Regions from separate parts of the Zea mays genome. Here region 1 is linked to region 2. The links are chromatin contacts, called in public Hi-C maps. All regions are on one chromosome and are shown on one strand. Each heading gives the region's core, a stretch centred on a gene start, on an enhancer-like site or on the middle of the called end of the contact. The rest is flanking DNA. Distances are from core to core; before and after follow the strand shown.

Region 1 (6,267 bases), core at 309-2,808, 300 kb before region 2:
TTGGACACTCTAAATCCAAATCAGATTCTGAAGACTATATCTCACTCGGAGTAGTATTTTGCACAGCCATACTTATTTGCCAAGCCAAACTCCTGAATACATGTGCCATTTGAAACAGGGGATCCTGACCACCAGGGCCATCAGCTGGGAGGGGCGAGGTGGCCAGCTGCACAGGCCCCACAATTCTTAAGCCACTTTTTTTCTTCAACATACACGAGAACAAAAAACATTTATCCAACACATGAACGTGAAGTGAAACTTGTAAGGAATATCGATTGTGATCATCGATCAGTCTCAACAACTGGTCCATCAAATCTGATCAATTCCTCTCACTCTGTCTCTCAGTCCCAGGTCACCGCCAACCCAGCGAGGCAGCAACACAACCCCTGCCAGTCTGCAAATGCAGTGCCACACCTGCTGAGTGCCAATACGGGGACGCACCCTGTCTCTGCTGGAGTGCTGCACCTATGGACACCTAACACATCATGGTAAGTGGCAACCTGAGCCTGCTAGTCGATACTAGCGTACAGAGTACAAAAAATGGAACAGCTTAATTTGCAATGTGATTTGATTATATGTTTTTTCCAATTTTAGGGCCCCTTCTTCATTTCTACTAGGGCCTCAAATTCGTAAAGACAGCCCTGCTAAGTTAGAGGAGGCTCATCCCCTCCGGACCACACCAAATCAATCCTCACTATACCAAAGCCACAAATAAATTGTAGTTTCAACTCATCAAATCCAACAACAAGCCTGACAATTCCCACAATTTTCACCACTTCATGATCCACTAATATTATTAACTATCCCTATGCATGCTTAACTTGTTGCAAGATTCCGAGCCAGCATGGTATCAGCCACCACGCAGGTTTAGTACAGTCACAGTACATAATCCACTACCTGCATGGAGTATATTAATTTCACGCTTGAACACCTCAACTTGATGGTCAGGCACTCAGGCGTGAGGAGTAGAGTCACAACAGCAGCACTCACCGGGTAGGCGTCGAGCGCACAGGGCGCGAGCGCCGTGCGGAGGCAATCGAGCGCCGCGTCCCTGTCCGCCTCCGTGCCCCTCCTCACCAGCTCCACAAACCTCTGCACCGCCGCGCAAATTCTAACATGTCTCAGTATTGAATCACAAGCGCCAGAGGTATCGGGAGACCAAAGGAACACCGAGCACCTGCTTGTGGAGGTGGAAGAGGAGGCGGTGGTCGGCGAGCGCCGCGGGCGCGCGGGCCCGGAGGAGCGCGAGGGCCGCGTCGACGTCTCCCAGCTCGATCGCGCGGCGGGCGCAGCGGATAAGGAGACGCGACCTGTAGGACGAGGAAGAGGACAACGAAGACGAGGATGGCGCCGAGGAGGTGACGGTGGTAGTAGAGGAGGGTGAAGACGGCGGCGAGGGGGAGGCGGATGCAGTGGGAGGGGCCACAAGGCGGTCGGATCTCGCGAAGTCGAGGACAAGGGCGTCAAGCGCGTCCCAGTTCACCGGCAAAGGAGAATTCAGCTGCGGGCAGTCCATCGGCGGCGAGGCAGTAGCGGGCGGTGGCGCGGGGATTAGGGGGTGAACTGTTGGGGTGGTCGGACTCGGGTGGATGTGGATGTCGTTGAGACGACACGACGAAGTCGGTGGAGGGCAGTGTGTGTACGTGTAGCGAATTGCCGAATTGGGGCGAGGTGTGATAACTTGATACGCATTGAAGGCTAGAAAACAAGGCATGATCAGCGGCAGAGGAGTTTCTCTGCAGCTTCTTTAGATTCATGATAAGTATCCTAAAGTTTCTTTGGCTCTCTTTTTCTCATGTTTGGATTATATAAGGCAGAAAAAAGCTACTTTTCAAATTAAAATTTGTTTTACATAATATATATATATATAAATAATAGGATCGCTCCAACAGCAAGGCAACTAGTCTCGTTAGAACCAAATCATAATACATATTTATACTAATTATGATACACGGTGTAGTTATTTATGCAATGTGGTACAATACGTAAAAATCTGGCATATGGTTCACTGATGAACGCATCTCTATGTTCGAGCGTAAAACCTTCAGTTTTGAGCGTAAACCTGCAGTTATGAGCGCAAATGGCCTTTGTATCCGAGAGCGGTTAGCTTTTTTGTGAATTTTTGTTACGTTGCCGGTAAATATCTAATACATATGGCGTAAGTGGTACGAACCCCATATACACAATGGATTAGGTAACGATATAATGCGTAAAATTAATAAATGTTTGTGTAAAATTTGAACAGAAATATCATAAATAGACAATAAATGGAAACCAATGCCATGAACTGAAATCTATGTCGTAAAAACCTATTAATGTTGGCATGAATATGTATACAAAGTTGCTTGTTGCTCGCGTCTAGGGGAGCTTTCGCCGCCTCGGATGACGTCGTTGTCGCGCGCCCAGGGGGCCACCGCTGTTGTGTGCCCCCGAGAACCGTCGCCTTGCCTCTGGGATCCGCCATAGCTCGCGCTAGGGGGAGCCCGCCATCACCGCTCGCACCTATAGAATTCCACCGTCGCCGCCGCTCCCACTTCAAATGTGTCGTCGTCGTGCCCGTCTCAGGGGACCACTGCCGCGCGCGTGCGCCCCGGATCTGTCGCCGCAGCCGCTCCCACCTCGGATGTGTTGTCTATAACGGGCCAGATCTGCCGCCACTCCCACCCGCCGCTGCGCCTTCGGACCGGGGAGTCACCGCCGCCGCGCCTCCAGACCGGGGAGCCGCCACTGTGCCTCCGGATGTGAGCCGTCGCACGCCCGCCTCGAGGGCACCATCGCTCGCCCTTGGGATCACCACCGCTCGCACGCCTCAAGCGGTGCTTTTATAGACGCCTGGACCTGGTCTGGCTCAACTGAATGGCACGTTTGGCCTGGACTTCCTCTAGTTATTGGAAGCTCAGGGCTTTAGATATATGAACTATATATATAGTATATGTATTAGGAGCCTTGGGCTCTCTCTAACTTGGGGAAGCCCTAACTACCCAGCCAATCGGCCGAGCTGACCAGGTTAGTGATGATAGCCAAGCCGGACTAAACACAACATTTATGACAAGTTATACAAGCAGTTATGCTTGTTCTATATATGTGTTACACACCGTAGAAAGAATTGTGTTCAGCCCACCTGGTCCCCACGCCCGCACTTTGTTCCCCACTCCCCGACCGTGCCACTTTCGGTAACGTCCCAGCCCCCCCCCCCCATGCCCACAATATTCCATCGGTGTCACCTACTCATATGATCTCCATCCCCATGCTCACCACGACCTCCCCCTCCCCGCTCCAATCTCTGTCAACGTTCGTGTTTAGAGAAGTAATTGACCGGATTAATAGGATAGACAGTCGTACTATTAAGAGGGGTCAATGAACTTGAATGGTGTAAAACTTAGTGCCTCGTAGAGCACAAATGGTAGCATGTACATGAGGGCTAACAGCGCTACGTGTTTCGAAATTAGAATTCTTTTGAACTAGCGCAAAATCTTTTTCTCTGTGGTCGGCAGACCGTCCGGGCCAGAAGGCCGGATCGTCCGCGACTCTGCCAGAGAGGTCTGTTGGCCGTCTGTCTCTGTCTTCCTTTGGCGGACCGTCCAGGCCAGGAGGCCGGACCGTCCGCATAAGATGAATTGAGTTTGGGCAGGGACGGTGTGTTTTTGTGTCCTTGTACTATGGACCGTCCGGGGTTTTTAGCCGGACGGTAAGTGGTCCAGGTGTGGACCGTCCGACCATGAATGGTGGACAGTTCGCTCGAATTACTTTGACTGACCAGCGCTCTATTATTCCAAGTTGTCAGGTTCCGGACCGTCCGGTCCTGGTGGGTGGACCATCCGACCCTGGTGGGCGGACCGTCCGACCTTGACTTTTCTGACAGCTCTGACAGGTTTCAAACAATCAATATAGCCGTTACTGGTACGGTGGACCGTTCGGCCATGGGGCGCGGACCGTCTGCGTGTGCACATAACAGATATGTATGTGTTGAGGGCTATAAATAGAAGTGGAGCTCATGTGTGAGGGCTCTCTTGGCCACTCCTAGCACACATTGAGCTCATTTGTGATCCTCCCACTCAAATACTCACTCTAGTTTATTGAGATCGCATTCTAGTGAGTGATTGAGACACTCTAGTGCATTTGCATTCATTGTGATCTTTTGAGGCACTAAGTGGTACACCGGGCAAGCGTCATCGACTTGTTACTCTTGGAGGTTGCCGCCTCTTAGATGGCTCAGGTGTTGTCTCCATCGAGCTCTCCGTGAAGATTGTGGAGGAGCCGCGACATTGATTGTGACAGGTTCGCGCCCACCTCACTGGAGCGACAAAGGCGACACTAGTGAAATCGAGGTATTGAGTGAGTTCTTGTCCACTTGACTCAAAGATCAAGCCGTGTCTTGGTAGAGGAGCAAGTTGAGAGCACCTAGAGGGGGGGTGAATAGGTGATCCTGTAAAAACTTCAAACTTAAGCCACAAAAACTTGTTAAGTGTTAGCACGATTATTGCCAAGTGGCTAAGGTGAAGTCTCAACAATCCCAACAAAACACAGTACCACAAGAGAGTCAAGCACAGAGTGACACAGTGGTTTTATCCCGTGGTTCGGCCAAGACCAACGCTTGCCTACTCCACGTTGTGGCGTCCCAACGGACGAGGGTTGCAATCAACCCCTCTCAAGCGGTCCAAAGACCCACTTGAATACCACGGCGTTTTGTTTTCCTTTCACTATCCCGTTTGCAAGGAATCTCCACAAATTGGAGTCTCTTGCCCTTACAAGTATATGATCACAAATGAAACACAGAGTAAGGGAGGGAAGCAACACACACAAATCCACAGCAAAAGCGCACACAGACGGCCAAGAATCGAGCTCACAAGACTATCTCAGAGTTCTCACTTAGAACAGAGCTCGAATCACTTAGAAACACAAACGAATGCGCAGAGACTTAGTGTGGATGATCAAGAATGCTCAAAGGTTGCTTGTGTGTCTCCTCCATGCGCCTAGGGGCTCCTTTTATAGCCCCAAGGCAGCTAGGAGCCGTTGAGAGCAAATCCGGAAGGCCATCCTTGCCTTCTGTCGTCGGGGGCACCGGACAGTCCGGTGCACACCGGACACTGTCCGGTGCCCGATTTGTTTCCTTAAACGGCGAAGACGACCGTTGCAGACCGTTGGCAGATCTGGCGCTGTTGGCGCACCGGACATGTCCGGTGCACACCGGACAGTCCGGTGCCGTCTTCCGACCGTTGGCTCGGCCACGTGTCCCGCGCGGATTGCGCGGCCGACCGTTGGCCCTGGCCGACCGTTGGCTCACCGGACAGTCCGGTGCACACCGGACAGTCCGGTGAATTTTAGCCGTACGCCGCCGGCCAATTTCCCGAGAGCGGCCAGTTCGAGTCGCGCCAGCCTGGCGCACCGGACACTGTCCGGTGCACACCGGACAGTCCGGTGCTCCAGACCGAGCTGGGTCTTGGCAGCACACAGCCAAGTCCCTTCTCCTTTTCTCTATTCTTCTTCTTTCTGTTTCTAACACTTAGACAAATATATTAGTACTTAAAACCAATGTACTAAGGCTTAGAAACATACCTTTACTTCATGATTTTCACCTTGTTCATCCATGTACATAAATTCCCAATTAAGCACATGTGTTGGCACTCAATCACCAAAATACATAGAAATGGCCCAAGGGCACATTTCCCTTTCAATCTCCCCCTTTTTGGTGATTTATGCCAACACAACATAAAGCAACTAGAACAAGTGCAAACTCACTTCAAATAAAATAAATTTAAGTTTTATTCAATTTTGGCATATATGGATCATCCTTTGCCACCACTTGGTTTGTTTTTGCAAATCAAACTCAAATCTCTATCTCTAAGTCAAACACACATGTTGAAGTATAAAGAGAGTCATTCCAAAAGAGATTGATCAAAGATTTCAAAAACTCCCCCTTTTTCCCATAATCAACACTTCTCCCCACAAGAAGCCAACTTTTGAAAATAGAGACAATAAGAGACAATAAAAGCTTTTGACAAAACAAAAACTCTATTCTACTATTTTCAAAATCTCTCAAGTGGTAGCTGATCCATTTATCACTTTGGCCTTTATTTTCTCCCCCTTTGGCATCAAGCACCAAAACGGGATCAATCTTGGCCCGTTAACCCCATTGCCTCACCAAAGTCTTCAATTAAGAGCAAATGGCAATAAGATTTCATGAGATGAACTTGGAATTAGTTACCCTTTCATCGGAGTGCAGTGGAAGTCTTTCATGGTCTAAGTCCACCTTTTCCCTTTCAATCC
Region 2 (6,829 bases), core at 2,738-5,237:
GGCCGAAGAATACACCAGGAAGGTTCGTCTTTAAACTTGTGCTTCGAAAGCTTTGTTTATGGATATTTCTAGTTAGTTACCATGTCTCTTTTGTTTCTTTTCCTGTAGAACAAGGAGTTGAGGAAAACGAAGAAAACGAAGTGAAGTAAGGAGACTGAAGCCTAGTTTGGTCGTTAGGTTGGAGAGACTTGATTGTAAAACAAACTCTTAGTGTAGTTGAAATGTTGCTTTCTTGTAATTTAATGCCTTACTTTTTGTACTATAATGCTTGGCTCTTCATTATTTTTTCTACTTATGTTTATGTGCTTTGTTGCGTGTGAAACTAACTTTTATTGGTATTTTGAGCCAGAGGCGAAAAACATATTCCCTTCTTTTCACCCGGAACAAAGCGTAGCTCTGCATTCCCTTAGTATCGACTTCCGAGCTTTTCCTTTAGACCACGGCTCTGCATTCCCTTAGGAACGACTTCAGAGCTTTCTCACCTTTGCTTGCTGATAAAACTTTAGCTCTACATTGCCTTAGTAACGACTTCGGAGCATCTTCACCTTTACTTGGTGATAAAACTTTAGCTTTAGATTCTCTTAGGAACGACTTCGGAGCATCTTCACCTTTACTTGGTGATAACTTAAGCTCTGCATTCCCTTAGGAACGACTTCAGAGATTTTCTACCTTTACTTGGTGATTAAACTTTAGCTCTTCATTCCCTTATGAATGACTTCAGAGTTTTTCCACCTTTACTTGGTGATAAAACTCTAGCTCCTAGGTAGCCTTGGAGATAAAGCCCTTGCTCCAATGTAGTCTTGTCTGGGGGATAAAGTTCCTTTATTAGCTTTTTAGGCACTATTTTGAGATGTTACACTTCTTCGACTACCCAGACCAACCGGCGCGCCCGCCCCACGCCCGCACGCGTGGATGTGCCCCCCCACCCCCCGCGTGGATCCTCTGCGCCCGCCCGAACCGAGCTGATCGACCATGCCGATTAATAATATGAAAAATGACTAAAAACAAAGAATGACTTAATGTTCTTTAGACTCAATCAATATGAAAAATGACTGAAAACGAAGAATGACTTAATGTTGTCTAGACTCTATAATGACGGAAAAACCAACAATATCCGATAAACACAGGGAAAATGAAACAAAAAATGACTTAATGTTTCCCTGAAAAATGATTTGATGTTACCCTGAAAAACAAGAATGACAGACTTAAAAACAAAAAAAAATGTATGAGAAAACATGAATGCTTGAAAACTAAAATGACTTAATGTTACCTGGAATTCTAAAATGACTTTGGAATGACTTATAGTTAACTAGAATGACATAAATGTTGTCTGGACGTTAGAATGACTTAATATTTTCTAGAATGGATGAACCAATGACATAAGAAATGTTTGAAAAACCCTAGAAAAATGGTTGAATACAATAAATAACTTAATTTTTCTGAAAACGACTTAATGTTTACTAGAATGACTTAGTGTTGATTGGAATGACTTAATATGACTAGGAAACAAGCCGCACGGGGGCGGGAGCCACGCGTGGCATGCGCCAGTTCGGATGATGGACCGTTGGGTACTTGGGTCCATCACCCTAGGTGATGAATAGTGTGTGTATATATATATATATATATATATATATATATATATATATATATATATATATATATATATATATATATATATATATATAGTGTGAATGTACATAAAATTCAATTTTGTTTGAAAATTTTAAAAAAGTGGGAAACCCACAACCGGTGACTAAATAAAGAAAACCGTTAGTGCAAATTGCATTTACATTGACGGTTTTATTAATAAAACCGCTAGTGGAATGTTATTTTCACTTGCATTTTGTTAAGAAAACTGCATTTTTCCACTGGCTATTCCAAAATAGCCACCAATAAAAATATCGATTTTTACTGGTTTTTACTGAAAAACGACAGTACAAATAGTAGTATGTGTTTCATTACGTGTAAATAAATACACAACCCGTAGCTAGGACGTACTAGAGTAGTTAGTGCACAATGATGTGTGGTGTGTGTACGCCATTATTTCTCAAATAAATCCCAATACTCCAGTCATATGTAGCGTAGTAGCTAGGTGATATGTATTTTTCACCGATGGTATGTATCAATGTATGTTGGGATTGGCTTGTCTGTGACTACTAGAACCCAGAGCCAAAGTCTGTCCGCTTCATCATCTTCATGAACTCCTCCAGGTCGATCTCGCCGTCGCCGTCCTCGTCGGCGGCCTCTATCATCTCCCGGACCTCGTCCAGCGTGAAGTGCTCGCCGGTCTCGATGGCCAGCCGCTGGATGTCCATGTCCGAGATCTTTCCCTGCAGCATCGATCATCGATAGCATATATATAGCATGTCATCGTCATCGGTCGATGTATCTATCTATCTATCTGCCGTCGTCGTCGTTGGTCGCAGTCGGTTTGCGTAGCGTACGTTGGCGTCCTGGTCGATGATGCGGAACGCCTTGTGGAGCTCGTCCCGGGCGTCCCGCTCGCCCATCTTGTCCGTCATCATGTGCACGAACTCGTCGAAGTCGATGGTGCCGCTGCCGTCCTTGTCCACCTCCGCGATCATCTGCCCGATTTGCTGCGGATGCGATGCCATGCCATACATATCATCCATGCAGATCATCACCACACACGCGCACGCACCCTACAACTAAGGAGCCATTTACGTTGTCGTCGCCATTGGCACACGTCACGCGTACGTACCTCCGGTGTCATCTCGAATCCAAGGGCTCTGCAAAACATAGTAGGATGCAGCACGCGCACGCATTAGCTAACAAACTCCTGGCGACCTTTGTAGTAGAATGGAAGCTCGGACGGAGAGCGCGAGGTCGCATATATACCTCATCGCGACGTTCAGCTCCCTTGCATCGATGGTGCCTGGAGGATGCAAGCAGGTGAAAGGTGAAAGTCACAGCGGCCGCCATGGGCGAACACATGCGCATGTGTTTGTATATATAAACGCTACATCACTAGCACGTCACCGACCGGAGCCGTCGATGTCGAAGAGGTCGAACGCCTCCTTGATCTCTTTCCTCTTCTGCGCCGTCAGCCGCTTTCGCCGGACTTTGTCGGTCCGGTAGCCGGCGGAGTTGGGAGGAGGAGGACGGTCGGAGGCCTCGTACGTGCCCGTCTGCGCCACACCAACAACGTTCAGTTTTCAGAGAGAGAGGAGAAAAAATGGTTCTTTTTTTACAGGGACGACGAAATCACGGTGCCGCCGCTTCCGATCCGACTCATATGTATGGCAGCGTCCCAAATCATCGAGAGCAAGAACAGACGGGCTTTGGCTTTGCCACGATTTGGTAATCAACTCTGAAGAAAACAAAATTACGCCGTTCTGTTGTGGTCTGTCAGAGCAGGTGCTTACAACCACAATGATGAGAGGTTCCTCTGTTTTCATCAGAAAACAAGTGAAGTGCAACTTAAACTGATGATACACACGAGTATCTAGAACCCAGTCTCTAGGATAACCCAGCAAGTAATAAGATCAATTATCTATATATAATATAACGGAGCCTGAATGACATGCATGGTTGAGCTTCAGGAATCACGAGAAGGGAGGGACTAGCGGCAAAAGGCAACCAAACATCTCGTCGCAGCATCCAACTAGTCTTGCTCATGAGGAACTGAAGCAGATTCTCATGGAAGGAACGACCAGCACGATTGATCCACTTAAACCAATAGCTAAACTCAAGTAGAGCAAAGCAGGGTCTAATCTAAGAGTTGAGAAAAGCAGAGGAGATCACTCCCATCAGGCCGTCGGCGAGCGAGAGTCACGTACCATTCGGGGACGCGCTGAACCTTGAACCCCGAGCGGCGGCGATGAAAAGAAAGAAAAAAAAAGCTTCGGTCGTTGGGTCTGCTGGCAGAAGTTGCTGGTGCAGCTGGGTTTCGTTTCTTGACGCGAGTGGAAGATGCAGCGGCAGCAGAAAAGGCGTATGGAAGAATAATGGTTTCTGGCACTTTCGCTACTCGTCAAGGAGAAGAGGACAGCGACGTAAAATAAAGGTTTTGACAAGCGAAGGATAGGAGAGAGACAGCGACGGGACGTGCCCACGGCCCACACGGGGTGCGTTGCAGCTACAAGGAAGCCGCCCACGGTGTCCTTCCAGCACAGGAGTGGGCACTTTTTCATCCGTATCTAAAATTTAGTTTTTTTTGTTAGGTCGGTTGATTTCTGTTTTTTATCTATGAAGTTCAGTATTTAATATCGTAATCGATTTTTATCCTATACTGAACCGAAATATAAAAAAACAGAAATACCAAACTTTATTAATTGTGAAATTAGACTATTTGATTACATGAACTAAATGTGTGACGTAACAAAATTGTTATTCACTTATTTTTATATGATGTATCTCTAAATTCTTGTATATATATATATTTTTTACTTTTTACAATCGTGTGTAATCTATCATGTAAACTTGTTGTATACATTGTCTTATAACCAAGTTTGGTGTTCGGTTTTTAGCGAAAAACCAAAGTAAAAAAAGAAAGCGAAACCGAACTTCTCGGTTTTTCATTTTCTAGCAAACCGAACGGTTTCTAATGTCCGTAAAATCACAGTTTCTCAAAACCGAAAAACCAAAGTGATGTTTAAAAAACCAAAGTTTTTAACCGTGGTTGCATGGTGTGTTGCTCATGCAAAATAGGTAAGATTTATTTAATCTAGTTGTTAGACGAGATATGGAGAAAAAAACAGATATGTGCGCTTCGCGTGTGACGCACAACCCGCGAAACCCATGTTTAAAAGGAGTTGAGATGGTTGGATGTGGCTTCGACGAGCAACATACCAACCTCGCTAAGGATTATTATTAATACATGGCTAGCTACATGCTCCCTCTAATAAATAAATGGACACCGAAATATTCGGGTATTTGCCGAGTAGTACTATCGGCGTTTCGGACTCGGGGGGTCCCTGGACCGACGAGTGAAATCGCTGCGTGCCCCTACCCAGATGGGTTGGCGCGGGATGGAACACAAGAGGTGGGACAAGCCTCGTATTATCCTACACCAGGGGTGTCGCTCGTAGTAGGGGTTACAAGTGCGTCGCGTGAGGGAGAGAGAGAGATACAGAGTGGGAGCCCGTTCGTCCGCTCCTTCCCCCGCGTGAACCCCCCTCATGATGGCCCTGGACCTCCCTTTTATAGACGCAAGGAGAGGGTCCAGACGTACAACGGGGGGCGTAGCTATGCACTAACGTGTCCGGCAGAGGAGTGCCTAAGCCCTGCGTACATGCCAACGTGGCTGTCGGGGGAGAGCTTGGGCCCTGTACACGTGATAGCGTGGCCGTCGGAGGAGCGCCTGAGTCCTGTAGGAGCACAGCTGGCAGTGCGGCAAGGATCCTGCTGATGTCTCCTTGCTGCTGTAAGGGGCTGAGAGCCACCAGCGTCATGGTGCACGCGGGGCACCATCATTACCCGTCACCGGGGTAAGCCAGATGGAACGCCGGTCTTGTTCCTTGTAGCCTGAGCAGGCTAGGAATAGGGTAATGATGTATCCCCTGTTGGCGTGGTCGGTCCGAGCCCAAGGTTGGGCGAGGCGGAGACTTCTCTTGAGGCCGAGGCCGGGGTCGGGCGAGGACGTGATTCCTCCCGAGACCGAGGTTGAGGCCGAGTCTGGGGGTCGGGCGAGGCGGAGACCTCCTCCCGAGGCCGGAGCCTGAGGTCGGGCGAGGCAGAGACCTCCTCCCGAGGCTGGAGCCTGAGGTCGGGCGAGGCGGAGCTTCCTGTTGCGCCCGAGGCCGAACTCGGTGGTTGATCGTGACTTGTTGTTAGTCTTTGCCTGGGTAGTTGGCACGGTAGTCGGAGCAGGGCGAGCGGCGCTATTTTCCTGTCACATCAGACAGTAAAGAAGAGGGGCGAAGTGACTGCGGTCACTTCGGCCTGGCCGAATGAGGCACGTGTGTCAGGATACGACGTCAGGCGTCCCCTGCATTGAATGCGCCTGCGAAGCGGTCGGTTGGTGAGGCGGTCTGGCCAAGGTTGCTTCACAACGAAGCCTGCCCGAGCCGGGCTTCGGGAGAGCCGAGGGGGCGCCCGCTGCCTGAGGAGGCCCTCGGGCGAGGCGTGAACTCGTCTAGGACTACTGCTCCAGCCCGAGGCTAGACTCGGGTGAGGTCGCGTCCCTTGGGTAGACGAAGCCTTGACTTGGACCGCGTCCGTCAGTGGGTCTGAGGGTGTTTACCAGCCATGATTAGGAGCGTTGGGGGTTCGGACCCGGGGGGGTCCCTGGAACGACGAATGAAATCGCTGCGTGCCCCTGCCTAGATCGGTTGGCGCGGGATGGAACACAAGAGGTGGGACAAGCCTCGTATTATCCTGCACCAGGGGTGCCGCTCGTAGTAGGGGTTACAAGCGCGTCGCGTGAGGGAGAGAGAGATAGAGAGCGGGAGCCCATTCGTTCGCTCCTTCCCTCGCGCGAACCCCCCTCAGGATGGCCCTGGACCTCCCTTTTATAGACGCAAGGAGAGGGTCCAGACGTACAACGGAGGGCGTAGCTATGCACTAACGTGTCCGACAGAGGAGTGCCTAAGTCTTGTGTACATGCCAACGTGGCCGTCGGGGGAGAGCTTGAGCCCTGTACACGTGATAGCGTGGCCGTCGGAGGAGCGCCTGAGTCCTGTAGGAGCACAGCTGGCAGTGCGGCAAGGATCCTGCTGACGTCTCCTTGTTGCTGTAAGGGGCTGAGAGCCACCGGCGTCATGGTGCACGTGGGGCACCATCATTACCCGTCGCCGGGGTAAGCCAGATGGAACGCCGGTCTTGTTCCTTGTAGCCTGAGCAGGCTAGAGATAGGGTAATGATGTAT

Evidence for each region. Hi-C and Micro-C count contacts between places; a contact is called where the count stands out from the background.
Region 1: a contact with region 2 is called in a Hi-C map of leaf, with 5 times the contacts expected there. The contact joins the promoter of LOC100383390 here to the promoter of LOC100283515 in region 2. A contact is called at or near these places in 4 of 25 Hi-C or Micro-C datasets (ear, leaf and tassel).

Annotation. Positions count from the first base shown.
Region 1 is chr5:39,112,701-39,118,967 of Zm-B73-REFERENCE-NAM-5.0, reverse strand. It overlaps LOC100383390, which reads right to left and starts at 1,558. Exons shown (of 12, transcript NM_001176045.1): 1 at 1,178-1,558; 2 at 991-1,092. The coding sequence starts at 1,516.
Region 2 is chr5:38,815,200-38,822,028 of Zm-B73-REFERENCE-NAM-5.0, reverse strand. LOC100283515 (caltractin) reads right to left here and starts at 3,987. Exons shown (of 6, transcript NM_001156415.2): 1 at 3,801-3,987; 2 at 3,005-3,149; 3 at 2,860-2,896; 4 at 2,723-2,750; 5 at 2,445-2,597; 6 at 1,887-2,330. The coding sequence starts at 3,803. The coding sequence ends at 2,157.